Linked DNA regions of Sus scrofa: region 1 is linked to region 2. A link is a contact called in public Hi-C data. All regions are on one chromosome and are shown on one strand. The core of a region is the stretch at or near the end of the contact, and the rest is flanking DNA. Distances in the headings are between cores, read along the strand shown.

Region 1 (3,594 bases), core at 220-2,719, 73 kb before region 2:
GCTATTTTTCAGAAAGGCAGGAGTCAATGTAGGCTGGGGGAAAAAGAAAGGGGACTCAGAGTTGAAACTCAGCAAGTAGAGAAACTTTACACTCTTCTTTCTTGATTTTTGGGGAAAAGACTGAACATTACACTCTTCTTTCTTGATTTTTGGGGAAAAGTTCTATTATCAGAACTTTAAAAATTTTTCTGATTTTACCATACCTTCAAGTTTTGTTGCAACACCTCATTTGTTTAGAACTTCAGTTTCATCTAACTAAACCAGTTAAGATCTAGAAACTTGGCCCCCCAAGTTTTCTGAGCAGGTGAAGTGGACAGGAAAACATCTGACTCAGGTCTTCATTATTATATCAGTGTATCAGTATTTCAATGCCAGGTCTGTTAAGTTTTGACTAAGGGTAAATTACAAGATTGGGAGGACATAGGTAGTACTATAGGTAAGTAAGGAGATAGTAACAAAATGCCAAGAGACCCTCACAGAGAGCAAAAAAGGGGGCACACCTGTAAAAAGAAAACTCAAAATGTGAAATACTACGTAGTCTGATGCCTTTTAAAACGGGGGCCTGTGGGGAGTTCCCATTGTGGCCCAGCGAGTTAGGAACCCTGCTAGTATCCATGAGGATGCGATGCTGGTTCGATCCCTGGCCTCACTCAGTGGGGTTAAGGATCCAGCATTGCCATGACCTGAGGTGTAGGTCACAGACACAGCTCAGATCCCCAAACTGCTGTGGCAGAGACCAGCAGCTGCAGCTACAATCTATTCCTAGCCTGGGAACTTCCATATGTTATAGGTGTGGCCCTAAAAAGCAAAAGAGGGGGGCCTGGGGGCATATGGATATATGGCTTCCTACGTTTAACCTTTATTTATTTTTTCTTTTTAAAGCTGCTCCTGTAGCATATGGAAGTTCCCGGGTGAGGAGCTGAATAGGAGCAGCAGCTGTGGTCTACACCACAGCAACAGCAACACTGAATTTGAGCTGCATCTGTGACTACACCACAGCCTGCAGCACTGCTGAATCCTTAATCCACTGAATGAGCCCAGGGATCAAACTGACATCCTCACAGACACTGTGCTGGGTTCCAAACCTGCTGAACCACAACAGGAACTCCCACAAATTTAGCATTTAAAGGTTTTGAATCAAAAGATTTACCATTCTCTAAAAAAATATTAAGAGGATCTCTTCATGAAGTAAGTTGCAGAAAATAAATGTTGATGTTTAAGGATTTTGATACTTCATTGGAAATCTATTTCAATATTCACAAGGGCCTGGGAAGAGATATAGATGAAACAAAACCTTGTCTTCAGGATCTACGGTGTCTGTATAATTCTTGGGAGTTACAAAATGATGTCAAAATCTCTGCTTTAAAGCAGGGCTTGGCAAACTGTGCTGGCCCATCCTGCCCGCCTCTCGTGTTTGTAAACTAACTTTCACTGGAACACAGCCACACTCACTTGTTTAGGAACTTTGTGTGGCTTCTCTTGAGCTATAAGGGCAAAGTGGAGTGGCTGTAACAAAGACTAAGGCCTACAAAACCTAGGTGGTCTACTATCTGGTCCTTGAGAGCAAAGGGTTGCTGACTCCTGCACTCACAAACCTTCATTTTCTTCATCAAAGAGGTGCCCACATTGATTTTATTCTCACTGAACAGCCCTTGGGAGCACAGACCCAGAACAGAGTTAAGAGCAACAGGCAAATGTACTCCTCAAAACAGCCACGTACACTGATCCAAGAGGTCGCTGATCCAATAATGTGCTTATGTAAATCAGTCCCCTGAGGTCTTTCTTTAAGATAGTTGTCCCCAGCCCTAGGGCTCACAGGGAGAAACGCTTTTATGACATGCAGCTTTCAGATTAGGTTCCTACTAGACAGTCCCTGAACTCCGGAAGCCCAGGAATGCGTTCTTGCCAAAGAGGGGGAAAAAATGTTGAAATAGCACCCCAGACAACTGGGGAACTCTTTTCACAAAAGGGTTGACTCTGTAACAGCTAATATAGAACCACAAGTAAATTTAGGCAGCTTTCCCCACAGAGGCTCAGTATAAATTCTTCACTTAAAGGAAGCAGCCATTTACTGTTCAATATTATTCCCTAGGAATGGATGTACAAAAAAATGCATACAACCCCTGATCTTAATGCTCAACAGTGCCCCAAGCACATTTTCTAACTCTATTGACTAGCCTAACACAGGGCCTCCTGTTTCTGAAACTCTGAATCCGTGACATTTTTGGCCACTTCTTTAGAAAGGACCCATATGAATAATTCAGACATGCCAAACAATATGCTAGAAAACAAAGTGAAACCAAATAAACATCAACAAAACTCCTAATAATGGTAGAACTCTAAAATTGTTTAGAGCAGTAAAACTGTGCTTTAAAGGTCCAAAATACACTACACACAGATATTCAGGATCCCAATGTAATGTGTAAATACGGCTTTAAAAAAAAAGAAAGAAAAAAAATTCACAACTCTACCATCTCAGAAATTTGGCCTAAAACTAATAGGCTATCCATAATAAACATTAAACATTTTATTAACAATAATTTTGCTTGCCTTCTTAGAATTTAGAAGGGCTTTGGGGGATGGTTTGGATGGCCCAGGTCTCTTAAAAAAGGTGTCCAAGGAAGTTTGAATTGATGCCTTCTTTGTCTCTCGATTAATGTCCCTGTAGTAAGCAGAGGCATTCACAATCATTGCATTGACTGTAAGAACTGGGCTCAAAGTAGACGGTGTTCAAAATGTATGTGGTTGATGAGGATGAGGATGGTGTTTTTCACAACTGAAGAATACTTTCAGAAGTCAAAATGGACCCAACATTTCCCCCGCCCCCACACTTTCTCCTACAGTTTTATTTATCCTTAAGTTGTAACTTCAGGAGACCCACCTAGTACATCCAGGAATCTGAACAGCAAGTTCAGAAGAATGGCAGGCACTCAGGCTTTCCCAGATAGCCCTGGGTGTGTGGCACTGTGGCTCTGTCACTGGCCTGCCAGGTGTGTGACTCTGGACAAGGGATTCAACCTCTCCTAAGCCTCAGCTTCCTCATGTGTAAAACGTGGGCCATGCTATGTCTCTCCACTCTGGAGAAATGTTGAGGATTATGAACAACACACATAAAGCATCCACTTTGGTGTATCGTACAAAGCAGATCCTCTGCAAATGGTAAATATTTAAATGATTATTTCTCATATTTCACTGTCCAAGGGGATTCAGACTTTCATATCCACCAAAGGGCCCTAACCACATCACCGCCCAGGTCAGAAACACCCATGCAAACAACTCCCACACAACATTTGCTTCTGCTCTGCCTCTGAATGTTAGGACATTGACAAAAGCCTCCAAGAAAAAAATCAAAGATGACTAGGGTTGCCATGAGATTAGGCAATGGCCAGTGACCTAGCAAGGAAAGGTACTGCCTGGTACTCTGTTCTAGAGAAAAGGGATTCCTAAGTTTTCTATGACCCTAAATTGATAGACTCGTCATTAACACAAACAAAGGCTTTTATGCAGCCCATCTGACTGGGAGAGCCTAAGCACTTAATTTAGTGCTCCTGTTCTAACTCCCAGCTTAGGTCAATTTGGGTAGGAAAAAAAACG
Region 2 (3,244 bases), core at 428-2,927:
TAGACAGGCTAATGAAAACTTCATGTAATAAAAGTGCTATATATTCAAGTTCCTGTCTCCCATAGAGAAATTTTACTTCTAAAACAGGGATTAATGTACCTCACCAGTATCTCCAAGTCTGTTTTGCATTTCAGAACTTGTCACACTTGGTAATGTATTTTTGGTGTGATTATCACGATATATGATTTCTAAGGCCAGGAGCGCATATACCCCTCATTTCTGCAACAGCCTGGCCACAAATTAACCGACTATCACTTTTAGCAACACCCCCATCTAGTGGCCAACTGCTGCTGTTACGGCCCCAGTTTTACAGCGGGTATATAGCTCAGCCCTTCTGCAACTTGTTCTTGTTTCTTCAGCTGCCCCAGAACTCTTTCCTCCTGAAAACAATAGCATTCTTGTCTAATTTTTTCTTTTTCTGGCTGCGCTGGTGGCATGAAGAAGTTGCTGGGCCAGGGATCCAACTCCCGCCACAAGAGCGACTCAGACCGCTGCAGTGACAATGCCAGATCCTTAACCTGCTTTGCCACAAGAGAACTTTTTAAAATTTTCACGTGGAAAAGACCTATCAGAAGATATGTAGGTGTACGAATTTTCTCAATTTTTAGTTTTTGTTTTAAACCCCACGATCTTTAAATCTTTGGCTCCTTCCAATGTTCCTTTTCTGCTAGTGATCTATTTAGTCCACGACAAATGAACCAGTTGAGGAACAGCTTTTCATGGTTATAAAGCTTCCACATCTATGCAGTTTTATTTGAATAATTTATTTTGCAGGCACATGCTCCACCCTCCGCACCCCAACCCTCATGCAACAACAGGATAAAAAGCTCAGAAGCAGAATTATGTATACAGAGAAACTTGATAAAATATACAGGTGAGAGAAGACGTTACAAGTCAATGGGTAAAAGGGCAGGCTAGCGGTGCAAGGATAACTGGCCATCCAATGGAATGAAAACTGATTCTTGCTGGCCCTCAGTTTTTTAGAGCTCTCCAGAAACGATGGCACAATCTCCTCAATGTATATGGCATGTTGATTCAAATTTCATTCTCGCTTCAGTTCCCATGAAGTATGACGCACAGGAAACAAGTCTCCACCTCTCAACCCCTACCTAATCTGGTGTGGGTCTACCCATCCATTAGATTTGAAATAAGATTTACCTGGGGCTCCTTTCTGACAAAACATCCTTCTTATTACGGAAAAATGGGAGCATACAGATAAGTATAAATGACCATTTGTGTATTCCCACCATCCAAGTATTAACATTTTCTAACATCCGATCATCTTGCTATGTGATATACTACCCATACATATCCTTTGTCTTTAAAAATTATCGTCATGCGTTAGATACGCAGGTTGCTTATTTCGAGAGAGATATCTTTATGCATAAATCTTCAATGACGAGTCCCCCTTGAAACGGGCAGTAACTTCGGAGTCGCTAGCTGCCCTGAGAGGGCGGGAAACTGCTGTGGATCCAGGCGGGACCGCATAGACGCGGGTTCAGGAACGGAACGAGACCTCAGGTACACAACCTCAACCTCAGTTCTGCTTCCGCCGCCGCCCGCTGCGCGCGCGGCGCGCACCCCACACCCCTAGCGCGTGCTGGATCTTAGCGCCACCAGCCCGAGCGGCTGTTGCGCAGGCGCCAGGCGCGGAGACCGGAAGCGGAAGGCTTAACGCGTTGGGTGGGCACCTGTGCAACCAGTAGTTATGCGCGGCTTGGAGGACCCTGGGCCTCGCCCTAAAGCTACCCCGTGCGGGTGCGTGAAGCCAACTCTGGAGACAGGTAACTTTTAAGAGGCTGGCGGTTCCTCTCTCAGAACAACCATAAGTGCAGGCAGCCGACTTAACTGTAGAGAGGACAAGGAAAGCGAGACCGTGAACGGACTGGGTCCTTTTCCTGTTTATTGCGAAGGCACGGGTCACGTGCTTAGACGACCACGTGATGTATCGGAGGTGGAGCAGGATGACGTCATCTCTCCTGCCCTGTTCGTGGTGGCTGAGGTCGGCTGACCTTGGCAGAACAGCCACCTGCAGTGTAGTGGCCTGTCCTTTGGAGAGTTCTCACTCATAAAGGAGAGATAGGATGTTTACATCAGGTGCTGTGCCGACTAGGAGTTAATGCCACCAGAGAGAAGCATCCGGTGCTGTAGGAAATAGTTTTAAGCTGAACCTGGAAAGATGGTCATGGGCTTGTTTCTCTGTATTTTCACTCTTACTTATGCAGGAGACTGTCTTAACTTTGGAAATTAGAGGAAGCAAATGGAAAAAAGGTTAAAGTAGTTGGCCATCAAGCAGAGAAAACCTCTGTTAATATCTTGGTTTATACCTTCCATAATTTTTTCAGTGCATATATCCTAGAAATATGTGTTGATATGTAATCCCACTGTTTTATAACCTCAAAACCTTAAGGTTTGTAAAAACTTTCCATGGCAATTAATGTTAATTTTAAGAGGTTGCACACTGTTTTGTTTTATAGGTGTGCTCTTATTTACCCAGTTCCTTTTGTTGGGTGTTTAGGTTATTACTGGTTTTATTTCACTTAGAAAAGTGAAAGTTCTTGAGACTGTTGCCAAAAACTGGGTCTCTGTCCAACTGCTACCAAATGGAACCCCAGAGACAGTTTTGGGTGAAGGAGAAAAAAAAATATAGCTTTTATTGCTTTGCCAGGCAAAGGAGACCACAGCAGGCTAATGTCTTAAAGACTCTCCTCCTTTGGGGAAGAATTGCAGGGAGTTTTATAATCTAAAAGGAGAAGAACAGGGTTTCAGGTAAGAGTCAAGATTGGGGCAAACGTGTTTTTCTTTCAGGAAATTTTAGTCATCAAAGCTGGTGTCAGGAGAGCTCATCATGATCCTGGTGGTCTTCTGATTTATGGAATCTTGCCTTTTCCTCGAATAACAGTACTTACCAAAAGGACAGATTGGTCACAGATTAGGACAAACTAGGAAAATTGCTGAAAAACATCTTGTGCTTCTAATCTTTAACCCACAGGCAATTGTGTTCACAGTGCCTGATCTTTAGCTTACAGGTGTTTGTGTTTAGGGTACAGTCAAACAAGGGAAAAGTGCAAAGAAGGGCTCCAAACTGTTCAATTTTAAAGTATTCATTTAGAAAAGAAGCATGAAAAATAGAACTTTTTGGAGTTCTTGTTGTGGCTTAGCAGTAATGAACCCAACTAGCATCCATGAGGACATGGGTTTGATTCCCTGCTCAGTGGGTTAAGGATCTGGTGTTGCCATGAGC

Evidence for each region. A called contact is a pair of places that touch in the nucleus more often than the background predicts.
Region 1: a Hi-C map of liver shows a contact between it and region 2, with 3 times the contacts expected there. The contact joins the enhancer-like site here to the promoter of TRMO in region 2. A contact is called at or near these places in 1 of 5 promoter capture datasets (liver), 15 of 47 Hi-C or Micro-C datasets (alveolar macrophages, embryonic fibroblasts, fetal skeletal muscle and 7 more) and 2 of 2 datasets of contacts at active chromatin or transcription factors (alveolar macrophages and skeletal muscle).

Annotation. Positions count from the first base shown.
Region 1 is chr1:239,858,071-239,861,664 of Sscrofa11.1, reverse strand. All of the region lies in intron 3 of ANP32B (acidic leucine-rich nuclear phosphoprotein 32 family member B), which reads right to left. Among named protein-coding and RNA genes, the nearest start is that of ANP32B, 18 kb to the right of the region's middle. Within about 2 kb of position 1,469, at least 8 of the 83 cell types and tissues checked have an H3K27ac peak or open chromatin away from gene starts, as enhancers often do. A contact at or near this core is called in liver, where this site is marked.
Region 2 is chr1:239,785,365-239,788,608 of Sscrofa11.1, reverse strand. It overlaps TRMO (tRNA methyltransferase O), which reads left to right and starts at 1,677. Exons shown (of 6, transcript NM_001243624.1): 1 at 1,677-1,784. The coding sequence starts at 1,709.